Linked DNA regions of Sus scrofa: region 2 is linked to region 1. Evidence: chromatin contacts called from public HiChIP or PLAC-seq data. All regions are on one chromosome and are shown on one strand. Each heading gives the region's core, a stretch centred on a gene start, on an enhancer-like site or on the middle of the called end of the contact. The rest is flanking DNA. Distances are from core to core; before and after follow the strand shown. Region 1 overlaps SIK3 (serine/threonine-protein kinase SIK3). Region 2 overlaps SIK3 (serine/threonine-protein kinase SIK3).

The links. HiChIP or PLAC-seq counts read pairs in DNA pulled down with a chosen protein or histone mark.
Region 2: a contact with region 1 is called in an H3K27ac HiChIP or PLAC-seq map of alveolar macrophages. The contact joins two enhancer-like sites. A contact is called at or near these places in 1 of 47 Hi-C or Micro-C datasets (embryonic fibroblasts) and 1 of 2 datasets of contacts at active chromatin or transcription factors (alveolar macrophages).

Annotation. Positions count from the first base shown.
Region 1 is chr9:44,262,937-44,265,733 of Sscrofa11.1, reverse strand. The region is part of intron 7 of SIK3 (serine/threonine-protein kinase SIK3); the gene reads left to right. Among named protein-coding and RNA genes, the nearest start is that of APOA1, 46 kb to the right of the region's middle. Within about 2 kb of position 1,448, at least 10 of the 83 cell types and tissues checked have an H3K27ac peak or open chromatin away from gene starts, as enhancers often do. A contact at or near this core is called in alveolar macrophages, where this site is marked.
Region 2 is chr9:44,428,291-44,431,087 of Sscrofa11.1, reverse strand. All of the region lies in intron 1 of SIK3 (serine/threonine-protein kinase SIK3), which reads left to right. Among named protein-coding and RNA genes, the nearest start is that of SIK3, 42 kb to the left of the region's middle. Within about 2 kb of position 1,332, at least 4 of the 83 cell types and tissues checked have an H3K27ac peak or open chromatin away from gene starts, as enhancers often do. A contact at or near this core is called in alveolar macrophages, where this site is marked.

The DNA.
Region 1 (2,797 bases), core at 199-2,698:
AACCAAAAGATTGGTTTTGATATTTATGAGTTTGTTTCTGTTTTATAAATAGCTCTTTTGTATCATTTTTATTAGATTTCACATATAAATGATATCATATGACACATGTCTTTCTCTGTCTGACTTCACTTAGTATGATAATTTATAGGGCCATCCATGTTGCTGCAAATGGCATTATTTCATTCTTTTTTATGGCTGAATAATATCCCTTTCTATTTATGTACCACATCTTTATCCAGTCCTCTGTCAGTGGACATTTAGGTTGTTTCCATGTCTTGGCTGTTGTAAACAGTGCTGCAGTGAACATTGGAGTACATGTATCTTTTCAAACTACAGCTTTCTCTGGATATATGCCTAGAGGTGCTGTCGTATGGTATTTCTATATTTAGTTTTTTAGGGAACCTCCATACTGTCCTTCGTAGTGGTTGCGCCAATACATTCCCACCAGCACTGTAGGAGGATTCCCTTTTCTCCACACCCTCGCCAGCATTTATTGTTTATAGACTTTTTGATGATGGCCATTCTGACTGGTGTGAGGAGATAACAAATTGTAGTTTTGACATGCATTTCTCTAATAATGTTTAGATTTTAAAGTAGTCACTGCATAAAATAGATTCATCCTAAGTGACAGCTGACAATGACAGGGTTTCCTTGAGCATGTTAAAAAATTTTCATTTCTAGGGCTTAGTCCACAAGCAGAGTAGGTATTCCTAACTCTGAGCTTTTCACCAGAAGAAGGTTTCTTGGCAAAAACTCCTATGATTTCTCATTGACTTTCTTTTTAGTTCTATTAGCCATGATTATGACAGGATCAGGACATTAGATAGACTTTTTTTTTTTTTTTTTTTTTGGAAAGGGCAGATAGCATTAAAGAGGAACTCTGAGTCGCAAACATTTGTAAGTCCAGAACACAGGCTGCCATCAAAGCCATGTTTCTCCATCCAGAGACTGTCATTGTAGACCATTCATCAGTGTTGATCTGTTTGTCTGCTATAGTAGTGTCAATTTAGACTGGTACCTGAACTGGCCAAAGTGAATGGATAACATCATATAGGATCCTTGCTCTGGAAAATGTAAGACTTTAGTGTTACTTAACTTGAAAATTTATGAAGTTAGTTCATTTTTCAGGGAAATAGAAATGAGAGTTAATAGCCAGTTTATTTTTGTTTCCTTTTTTGGCTTTTTGGGCTTTGAGAAAAATAGAGCCCTCTTTGAAATTGCCTGGCAGAATTAAACATTATTAAGATGTTTGTAAAACTGTTGAATATAAAGAGCTCTTGGGCTGGGTGCTTGGGAGTGACCTTTGAACACACTGGTGTGTGGAAAGAGGACGTGAGAAACCAGACCAGACCCTCTGTCCAAGTACCTGTAAGCAACATGAATCTCCTGCTAACTGCTTCTTCCTCGCATTCTTCTCATGCCTCCTGGCACACAGATGTCTTCTGTTTCCCCAGCTCTAAGCAGTTTTATGTGGTCACAAAGAATCTATGACTCAGTTTCTTGCAGACCACTCCTCTGCCCACAGAGCTGAAAATGATTGCTTTGCCATGTCCCATACTTTCGCAACACATGAAGGGCTTGAGGGACAGTTGGCATTTCCTCCCTCACGGGATCAGCCTGAAGATTCTGAGGGCCAGTTCCCTGAATTCTCACCTGCCCCTCTGCCTGTCTGTGATTCCTTGAATGAAGAAGACTGTCGTTGCCAGCCTTCCGTCACAGTCTCCATCACCATGCAACAAGCAGAATTTATAAGCTAGGCTCACTCCCTTGCGGTGCATTTCACCCTCACCGTCATGCCCCTGCCTTCTCAGTTCATCTTAATCCAACTGGCTGTTCCCCGTAACATTGCTTTCCAGCTAGTTCATAGCCTTCTCCCATGTATTTATTACCTAGTCCACTTTCTGTGAACTCGGCTTGTGGGTGAACTCTGTCATCATGGACCCTATGGAGATTACATGGTGTTTGCTCTTGTCAGAAGAAGAATGAGGGAGTTCCCATCATGGTGCAGTGGTTAACGAATCCGACTAGGAACCATGAGGTTGCGGGTTCGGTCCCTGCCCTTGCTTAGTGGGTTAACGATCCGGCGTTGCCGTGAGCTGTGGTGTAGGTTGCAGACGCGGCTCGGATCCCGCGTTGCTGTGGCTCTGGCGTAGGCCGGCGGCTACGGCTCCAATTCGACCCCTAGCCTGGGAACCTCCATATGCCGCTGGAGCGGCCCAAGGTAATGGCAAAAAGACAAAAAAAAAAAAAAAGAAGAAGAATGAAATTGATGTGCCATGTTTTATAAAAATATGCTGGCTACTACCTAAAATATCATCAATTAATTCAGGTTTTATATGAGTGAAAAACTCTGGCTTTGGAGTAAGACTGACCAGAATTTGTATCCAGGTCTTGCCTCTTATTATCTGCTCAAGTTTCTTTTCTTTTCTTTCCTTTTCTTTTTTGCCACACACACAGCATGCAGAAATTCCTGGGCCAGAGACCAAATCCATGCCACAGGAGTAACAACCCTGGATCCTTAACCACTAGGCCACTAGGAAACCTCCTGGTCAAGTTTCTTAACTTCTCTGATTTTTTAATTCCTTTATGTATAAAATAGGTATTATAATAATAATAAGAATTAGTCTGTGAATTAAGTGCTTAAAATAACTTAAAGGATTTAGCACTCTGCCTGGCATATAAGTACTGGATAAGTGTTAGGAATTATTATGAAATGACATTTTTGAATGAATTGCTCTACTGATCTTTCATTTGCTCCTTCCCTATGTTGTTTTTCACTCCTTTTTCTTTCTCTCAC
Region 2 (2,797 bases), core at 83-2,582, 170 kb before region 1:
TATGGTAAAAGTATGTTTAGTTTTGTAAGAAACTGCTAAACTGTATCCCAAAGTGATTGTACCATCTTGAATTCCCACCAGGAATGAATGAGAGTTCCTATTTCACAGTTTTGCCAGCATTTGGTATTCTCAGTATTTTGGATTTTGGCCATTCTAATAGGTGTGTAGTGATATCTTGTGTTTTAATTTGCAGTTCACTAATGGCATATGAAGTTGCGCATCTTTTCATATGCATATTTGCTATCTCTGTAACTTCTTTGGTGAGGTTCAGGTCCTTTGCCCTTTTTTTTTTTTTTTTTTTTTTCCTTGTCTTTTTAGGGCTGCACCCACGGCATATGGAGGTTCCCAGGCTAGGGGTGGAATCAGAGCTGTAGCCGCTGGCCTTTGCCACAGCCACAGCAACGCAGGATCCGAGCCTTGGCTGCAACCTACACCATGGCTCACAGCAACACCAGATCCTTTAGCCCACTGAGCGAGGCCAGGGATTGAACCTGGGTCCTCATGGATGCCAGTTAGGTTTGTTAACTGCTGAGCCATGATGGGAACGCCCTCTTTTGCCCATTTAAATTTTTTTTTTTTTCTTGTTGGGTTTTAAGAATTCTTTATACATTTTGGATACCAGTCCTATCTCAGAGATTTGTTGGAAAGATTTCCTCCCAGCTTTTGGCTTGTCTATACCTTCAGTTTTTACCATTACCATGATGCTTGCTCTCCCAGTTGTGACAAATAATCAGGTTAAGAAAGTTTCCTCCTATTCGTCTGAGAGCTTTTGTCAAGAATGGCTATGCTACCAGGGAATTCTTTGAAAATTATTTGGCTAAATGAATATGTGGAGGCATCCCTGTTGTATTCCAAATACTTAAAAACACATTCCTTATGTTGTTATATTTAAGAATGCCACTGAAAATCTAATTCTAATACTTGTAAATAGTTCACTCTTTCTCCTTCCACGATCTCATGTGCCTTCAGTGTCCCTGTTGCTCTCTTGTCCAATATTCTAATCTCATTCTGGCCTGATCTTTGTTTCAGCTATCTGTCCCTCCACTTGTCTATAGCAGCCTGTTACCATGGCCAGTGAGACTTCCACCTCTGAAATCATAAATTTGGAAATTTGGCTCTCTGAACACAATTTCCTGTCTTTCCAGTTTGCCATTTGCTGAGCTTATTCTCTGATTTCACTGAGCCTTCCAGTCCCTTAAATCTTCTCTGTCTCCAAATTTTTGACATTCTCCCTGGCATCACTTTATCCCATATGGACACCATAGTTGGTCACTTGCAATGAGTCATATGTCTCCTCAGTTCTCCTGCACCTCTGTTCTTCTCTCCCACATGTCATGCAGATCTCCAGCTGTGGATGAACAATACTGCCCATTTTCCAAGTTCCCTCTGTAGGGCTTTAAGAAGTGATTGAATCATACTAATTTGTTCTATTACTAATTCATGAATTCCCCCCTCGTCTGAGCTTGTAATTCTCTTTGCTAGACTTCTTACTTGTCTGTAGTTGATTTCATTTCTCCTTCACTAGAATGACCCATGTTTGTTGAGCTCAGGTTGCCCTCCTTCTATCACAGAAGATTCCACATACTCCGGTAAAGTGATCTTAGAAAAAAGAAAACCTAGCAAACCTGTTATTTCCTGTGTAATACCTTTTGTTATTCAGATAAAGATTAAATGGTAAGTTTAACATGACGTTTCTAGGAGTTCCCGCTGTGGCACAGTGGGTTAAGACTCTGACTGCAGTGGCTTGGGTTGATGTGGAGGCGAGGGTTCGATCCCTGGCTCAGTGCATTGGGTTAAAGGCTGTGGCTCAGATTCAATTCCTGGCCTGGCACTTCCACATGCCACAGTTGCTGCCATAAAACAAATGAACAAACAAACAAACAGAAAAAACATGCTCTTTCTAGTTTTCCATCCTCATCTCTCTTCACTCAGAGCCCCTGCTTCACTGGCCTTGTTTCAGATGGTTAATATGCCAGGGCCATTCTTAGCATAGAGTCTTTTATATATTCTTTCCTCTGCTTGACAGGTTTTCTCTTTTGGTGTTTAATTCAGATTCCTCTTTGGGACTCATATGTCACTTCCTCGGAGAAGCTTTTTCTGACCTTCCATTAGTCTGAAGATAGATTAGGTTCTCCCTGAAATAGTTAATGGTCATGAGAGTAACAACAGTAACAATAAATATTTGAGTGTTTTTGTGCCAGGCACCATTCTGAGCACTTTATACATGTGAACTTTTCTAGTCTACTGAGCAATCTGATGAGTTAGTTAGATAGATGGATAAATAAATAGGACCTAGAATTGTCCCCATTTTGTAGATGGGAAAATTGAAGTGAGGAGTGTTAAGTCACTTGTCCAAAGTCACACATTTGCTTGGTAGAAGACTCAGATTTGAACACAGGCAGTCAGGCCCCAGTGCCTGTGTTCTCAACTGCTGTGCTGCCCTGTAATGGTAATTATAACTGTGTCATTTCTGGTTAATGTCCACCTTCTTAGTAGGTGCTGAGTTCTTTGAATTCAGAGATCATACCTGATTAATTTTTGATTCTCCAGTGCCTAAAACAGACCCAGTAGTGAGTAGGCTGTGACAGAATGAGTCACAGCTGCCATCCTGGTTCATTGAGTAAACGGAGGCTTTCAGGGTCATCCTCCTCAATTTCCTTCCCCTCTGCCTCCAAGCCTTAAATCCCTTTGATCAAAAGAGTAGGTTCTCGGCGTTCCTGTTGTGGCTCAGTGGTGAAGGACTCTGACTAGGAACCATGAGGTTGCAGGTTCGATCCCTGGCCTCGCTCAGTGGGTT